Linked DNA regions of Zea mays: region 2 is linked to region 1. A link is a contact called in public Hi-C data. All regions are on one chromosome and are shown on one strand. The core of a region is the stretch at or near the end of the contact, and the rest is flanking DNA. Distances in the headings are between cores, read along the strand shown. Region 1 has its middle 54 kb from the start of LOC100282993. Region 2 holds the start of LOC103629310 (phospholipid-transporting ATPase 10).

What was found. Hi-C and Micro-C count contacts between places; a contact is called where the count stands out from the background.
Region 2: a Hi-C map of leaf shows a contact between it and region 1, with 6 times the contacts expected there. The contact joins the promoter of LOC103629310 here to the enhancer-like site in region 1. A contact is called at or near these places in 2 of 25 Hi-C or Micro-C datasets (both in leaf).

Annotation. Positions count from the first base shown.
Region 1 is chr6:53,220,698-53,223,882 of Zm-B73-REFERENCE-NAM-5.0, forward strand. No RefSeq gene overlaps it. Among protein-coding and RNA genes, the nearest start is that of LOC100282993, 54 kb to the left of the region's middle. Within about 2 kb of position 1,529, at least 7 of the 20 cell types and tissues checked have an H3K27ac peak or open chromatin away from gene starts, as enhancers often do. A contact at or near this core is called in leaf, where this site is marked.
Region 2 is chr6:53,875,216-53,878,073 of Zm-B73-REFERENCE-NAM-5.0, forward strand. LOC103629310 (phospholipid-transporting ATPase 10) reads right to left here and starts at 1,413. Exons shown (of 9, transcript XM_020540234.2): 1 at 466-1,413; 2 at 1-327. The coding sequence starts at 933.

The DNA.
Region 1 (3,185 bases), core at 279-2,778:
TAACAAAGTTATAGAGCTATATGAGGAATATAAGTTATAGAGCTATATGAGGAATACAAAGTTATAGCCCTAACACTCTATGGAACTTAAGAGAAAAACTGGTAAAAAGTAAAGTTGTTAGAAATTGTGGATTTCAGACTTAGTGGAATTTAGAGTCTGAATATCATCATTTGGAGCAAACTTTGGGCTATTGTAGTTTGGAATACAAGAGGTTTTGGTTAATGGTCACTATATAAATTTTGTAGAGGGACTGTTGGAGTATAAACTTTATTAAGCAACTTGCCATTCAAAGTATATGCCACTAGGAAAAGGAGGGTGGTCCAAATAGGGCTTGGCAGATTTCTAGAGTTTCAGATGGTGGACAGTGGTCTGCAGCTAAAAATTCAGTGTTGATGGCTATTTTTGGAGCCTCTTTGTGGCAAATCTAAGGAATTTTGTGATGTGGTGTTTATAGAGGAGTTAAATCCCATATGATGGCGAACAAGTTCCTTTAAGTAAGTTTGGTTTGGTTCCACATAAAAAGTGGAGTAAAGCTTGCTCAAAGTTGGACTGTGTGTGGCTAAAACTGAACTGTATTCAGTTCACTGCAAACTGAAAATCAGTGTTTGATGCTTAGTTTGGAGTCCTTTTATAACCAAATGAAGGAGTTTTGAACTAAGAACTATATAGCAAAGTTGGAGCCCATGGTACAGAGAACAAGTTTCATAAAGAGGGTTGGACTTGGTTCTACACAAATCCGAGAGTAAAGTATACCCCAATTTCCTCTGTCAGACTTTAGAGGTGTGGATCTAGTTAACTGTTGCTGTGAGATTCAGTGAGTTTTTACCATATTTTGGAGCTCTGTAGTAATTGATCCAAGGGATATTAGATTGGGAACCCCATAGCAAAGTCAAAGACTAGGTATAGGAGAACAAGTTCATGCAAAGACTTGGTGTGGCTAATGTATACAATTAGGAGAAAATGGTGCTGCAATTTCCAATGTCAGAGATAGTGTGGGTTGATCAGTAAAACTGAAATTGAGTGTTTAGTTGTTTTTGCTATAGTTTGGAACACCACAACTTCAGTTCTGAGTAGTTTCAGCCCTGGAGTGTTATATCAAATAGAAAGGGCTATAGTTGGAGAGTAATGTTAGTTAAGAAATATAGCTCTGTTGTGAGGAGATTTATTAGATAGAAGGGATTAAACAGGGGGTTCTGCAATGGCAGTATTGGCTGTTTTAGTCTAGTTCAATGCTGATTTAGTAGTCTGAACAAGAATCTCCCTATCCTGCTGAACTTCACCTATGTGTTTAAGTTTTCATAGGGATAAGTGTTAGTGGGGACGAGGTACATAGCTTAGGTGCTGAAGGTTTCCCACTGCAGAAAGATATCTAGGAGTTGGTCTGTTCTGGAGATAGTGGAGGGGAAAGTAGCTATCTGACTATGGATCAGGTTTGGAGTTGCAGAAAAGATCTTCCCCCGCTGTCCTAAACTGGTGAGCTCAGGCTGAGATAAGACTTGGGTGGACAACAAAGGGAGACCCCAGAAATATCAAGTTGGGCCTGTTGAGTCTGCTCACAGTGGAGTGTTCACTTATCATTCTTCTGTCTGTGTTTACTGGACATGGGATATTTTGGCTGGTTAAGTTGACCAGGTTCAGTGAATATGGTGTGGCTACGAGCTGGTGAGATATTGATGCATGAAAGCCACATATGGGTTGCTCATATAATGTTGGCACCCTCAAAACATTTCCTCACTGCATGTTGGACAGGTGCAGGGCCACCTTGCCCCATATTCAGGTGTTTATAGGGTAGGTTTCAGCGAGGATTACCTCCCCGTCTTGAGCTCTACCCTCAGACCACAACAAAGAATATGAAGTTCTTGTGTCCATACTAGAGATAGCCCTCTCTCCCCAGCCACCAACTCGGTCAGCCCTTGTGCACAGCGCGTTATCTCCCTGCTAGTGGTGACCACGGCCACAACCTCCTTCACCTCATAGTGGCCAGAACATAGTCGTGCCACCACAAATCGTCGCCGTGTTTAGTTTCATCGTCGACCAGCCAACGTACGTCTTCCCCGAGCAGTTTCATGCACCCACTGAGAACTTGGACTGTCATGTTAGTTGGACTAGATTTTTATTCAGATCTGAAACCTGAAATTGCAGTGTTGGGTACTCAGTTTGGAGGTGTTTTGTGACCAATCTAAGTAGTTTTAGACTATAGTTGCTATAGAAAACTTGAATACCAGTGTTAGGGGAGTAAAATTTGGTGAGGGTTATGCCCTTGACACTACTTAGAGTTGGGAGTAATTAGTGCCTAAAGGTGTGCTGTCAGGCTTATTTTTCTCTGAACTGAATTCAATTAACTGCAACTAAAGTTTTAATATTTGGTTCCCAGTTTGGAGCAACTTTGTGACCAGTCCATAAGGTCTTGGACTAAGAATCTTATAGCACAGTCAAAGACCATTTGAAGGAGAACATGTTTCATATAAAGAGTTGGATTTGTTCTTGTGTGAAAATTAGAGTAAATGAGGTTGCAAATCCTTCCAACAGACTTAATGGGTGCCTGTTTCAGTTAACTGAAACTGGTTGCAGTGAATGGGGTCAACTTTGAAGCACTATAGCATTGAATCCATGAGTTTTTAGTTGTTGGTCATTATAGCAACCTTGTATATATGTTCTAGGAGCACAAACTTGATTAAGCTATTTGACCTTAGAGCTATACAGAACTAGGTGTAAATATTGCTTAAAGTTAGGTTGTCAGGTTGATGTTAGGCTATTCCAGACATCTAAAATTGGACATTTCAGTACGTTGGCTCAACATTGGAGTTTCCTTGGGGTTGTTCTATGCAGTTAGGAGATATATTTTGTGTAGCAAAATTGGAGACCAAGTATTAGTAAGCAAGTTTACTTGTGGTAGCTTGTCTTGGTACTATATAAATTTGGAAGTAAATGGTGTCCTAACTAGCTCTATCACGCATGTGCAATGCAGACCAGCTTCAGTTACTGTCACTATGGTCTAGTGTTTTTCTCCTAACTTTGGAGCTTTGTGTGTTCTAGTCTCTTAATAGCCATAGCTCATAGGGTTCAATGTTAGAGAGTTAGATCCTTGCTTAAGGTATTGATGGAGTACTTGGATATGGAGACATGGTTCCCTTGCATGGTTGAAGAGTTTGGTTATGTTATTAGAGTATTTAGAGTCTTTGTGC
Region 2 (2,858 bases), core at 163-2,662, 650 kb after region 1:
GTTGGGGTCCTCGCACCGCACGACGGCGCCCCGGAAGGCCCCGAAGCTGGCGCCGTCGTCCGGCGGCAGCGAGGCGGAGGTGGCCTCCAGGGACTGCTTCAGCTTCAGGTTGGTCTCGCCGTCCAGGTTCATGGTCTCCACGTAGCAGATGGCGTCGTCGTAGCTAGAGGAGAGCAGGACGAGGTCAGCCGGGAAGAATTCGTCCTTGTGGACCTTGACGATGTCGCCCACGCGGATGTCCTTCCATTTGGCATCGCGGAAGCCGCCGCCGCCGCCGATGTTGTTGACCTGGAAGACCTGAGTCTTCCTGTTGTTCACCTCCGTGTCCTGGAACGGATCATTCATTCTTTCATGATTCATTTCACTCACCGAGACAGACCGAGTATGTAATCAATCAAATTAATTGTTTTGACAGAGAAGAAGAAGAAGAAGAAATTGAAGTGAAGTTGGATAGTAGTACGGTACCTGCTGGTTCCTCCTCCAGTCTTCGATTGCCTCCTTGATCATGGTGGCGACGAGGACGATGACAAGCGGCGCAATGGCGCTGGAGGAGCTGTAGGCGGCGAGGGGGCTGTAGGCGATGCCGGCGGAGAGGAGGAAGTAGATGTTGGCGACGCGGCGGAACTGCTCGAAGAGGGACTTGGGCAGGAAGGTGAAGAGGTTGTACTTGGTGGTGGAGATGGAGTTGCTGGAGGCCATCTGCTGCTGCTGCTGCTGCAGCAGGTCAGCTGCAGCCGCTGAAGGCTCGCCGCCGCCGGCGTTGACCGTGACCACCCTGGAGAAGCCGGGGCCTCCTATCCTGGACACGGAGTGGTCGTCGGCCACGCTGGGCCGGCGGCCGCACGCATAGCTGTAGAGCTTGCTGAGGCGCACGGCGGACCTCCGCCGCCGCCGCCGGCCGTTGGTGGCGTTGCCGTCATCTTCGCCGGCCATTGTATTGTATTGTGTTATACTGGAAATCCCTGCTGCGGTTACAAATGGAGAAGAAGTAGCTGCTACTGCTGCTGGCTGCCGCCTTGAATCAAAATCAAATCAAATCAATTGAATCCCTAAGTGAAAAAAAAAACTAAAGGAGCTCGGCTGAGCTGACAAACGGAAACCCAGATGAGATGGAGAGGAGAGGGAAGGAAAGGAACACGCAAATAAAAGGGGAAGGGAGGGGACAGGGGGATTGGTCGCTCTGTTCGTGCGTGGTCAATATATGCTTTGCTTAGTACAACAGGATAGGAGATTAGGAGGAGCAACAGCTTTCTTGTTGCTTGGAAAGCTCCGCGCAGAGACCAAGAAGAAGGGATGGCATGGCCCGGCCGCGTTTGGCAGCCAGGGGGAGACTGAATCAAATCAACTCAAAATGGAGGAAGAATAATAAGACGAGGCAGACGGGGGAGGGGCTCCGTCTCTGTCCCGCCCGCCAAACGGACACGGAGTACAAACCAAGGGGTAGTAGCCAACCAACCCCCCCAAATGGCAGATGGGAAATGGCCCACCTCTCGTGCGTTTGCTTGGAAAGAATTTGTTGAATCCGGAGTGCTCCCTCTCCTCTCCCTCAGTCATCGTTGACTTGCCTGGCCGCCCCATGTCCCTTCCAATCTTCTAGAAGATACCGGCCAAACAAATGCGCTGCTGCTACAACTACGTTTTTTTTTGGAAAAAATTTTGATGTGTTCTACAATATTTTTTTTCATAGAGCAACTTTTTAATCAGGAATTGGAATTATCGATTTCTATGACTCCTACCGACCCTTGGTCCTCTCGCTTCATTCGTCCACCCAGTCACAAAAGAAAGCAGTGTGTTTGTTAACGGGTTGATACGAGTTGGAACAGGTTGAACCTGCATCAACTCATGTTTGGTTCAAAAGGCTAGTAGGTTAAGTTGGTTTCAGATCAAAATATCCCTTTAAAATGCGGATTCTAGGAGTTCCTCAAAAACAATCGAACCACTCCGACCCACTTCCTCTCCACCCCTCATGTCACCCACGCGGTCACACCATATCTTCACCCAAGCGCAGCCTGCGCAGGGCGCACCGCCACCGCCGACCTGTTATCCAGTCATCGGCTCCCCCGTCGGCCTGCCCTCCGACGCGATGCACCCCCGACCACGCCCGCCATCAGAGTCCTCCGCCGCCCTGCCCTCCGGCGCCGGTGTGTTCTCCCGTCGTCGGACTGCCCCCACCGACCTGTCCTCCAGCGCGCTACACCCCCGTCCGCGCCTCCCAACGACGTTGTTTATGCCGTGATCCAGCCCCTGCCACCATCCACCGATACCACCTCCATGTCCCCTACCGACACCACAAGGTGAGAAGCATTTGGAATTAAAGATACCATTCTTAGTGCGGTAATGTGATCAGGAAGGTGACCATATTCAGTTCATCCTTAATTCATCCCTCATCACGAAACCAAACAAGAGACGGTGCAGCTTCAACCCACTTCAACCCTGTAATCAAACAAGAAATTGTGTTCAACCCGTCACTTCAACCAAACAAGGAACGGGTCCGATCCAACCCACAAAAATGGGTCGGTTTCAACCCAACCCACTTTGTTCCGAAACCAAACACTCTAAAAACGAATGCTTACGTGTTAGATGGAGATAGTGCTGAACGAAATGCTCGTGGCTCGTCGGCTCGCTAGGTTCGTGATCAGCTCGGTTCGACTCATTTAACTTTTTCACGAGATGATCTGACAACCTAGCTCGGTTCGTTAACGAGCCAGCTCGCGAGCTAAACGAGATATCACATTTCAGCAAAACAAAACCATATACATATCATTTATGTGTATGTGTGATGTTTATGACCTACGAGTTAAACTAATGATTGATGAACTATGTCTGTGTGCTAAATTGGTCTATACGAATATAACTGT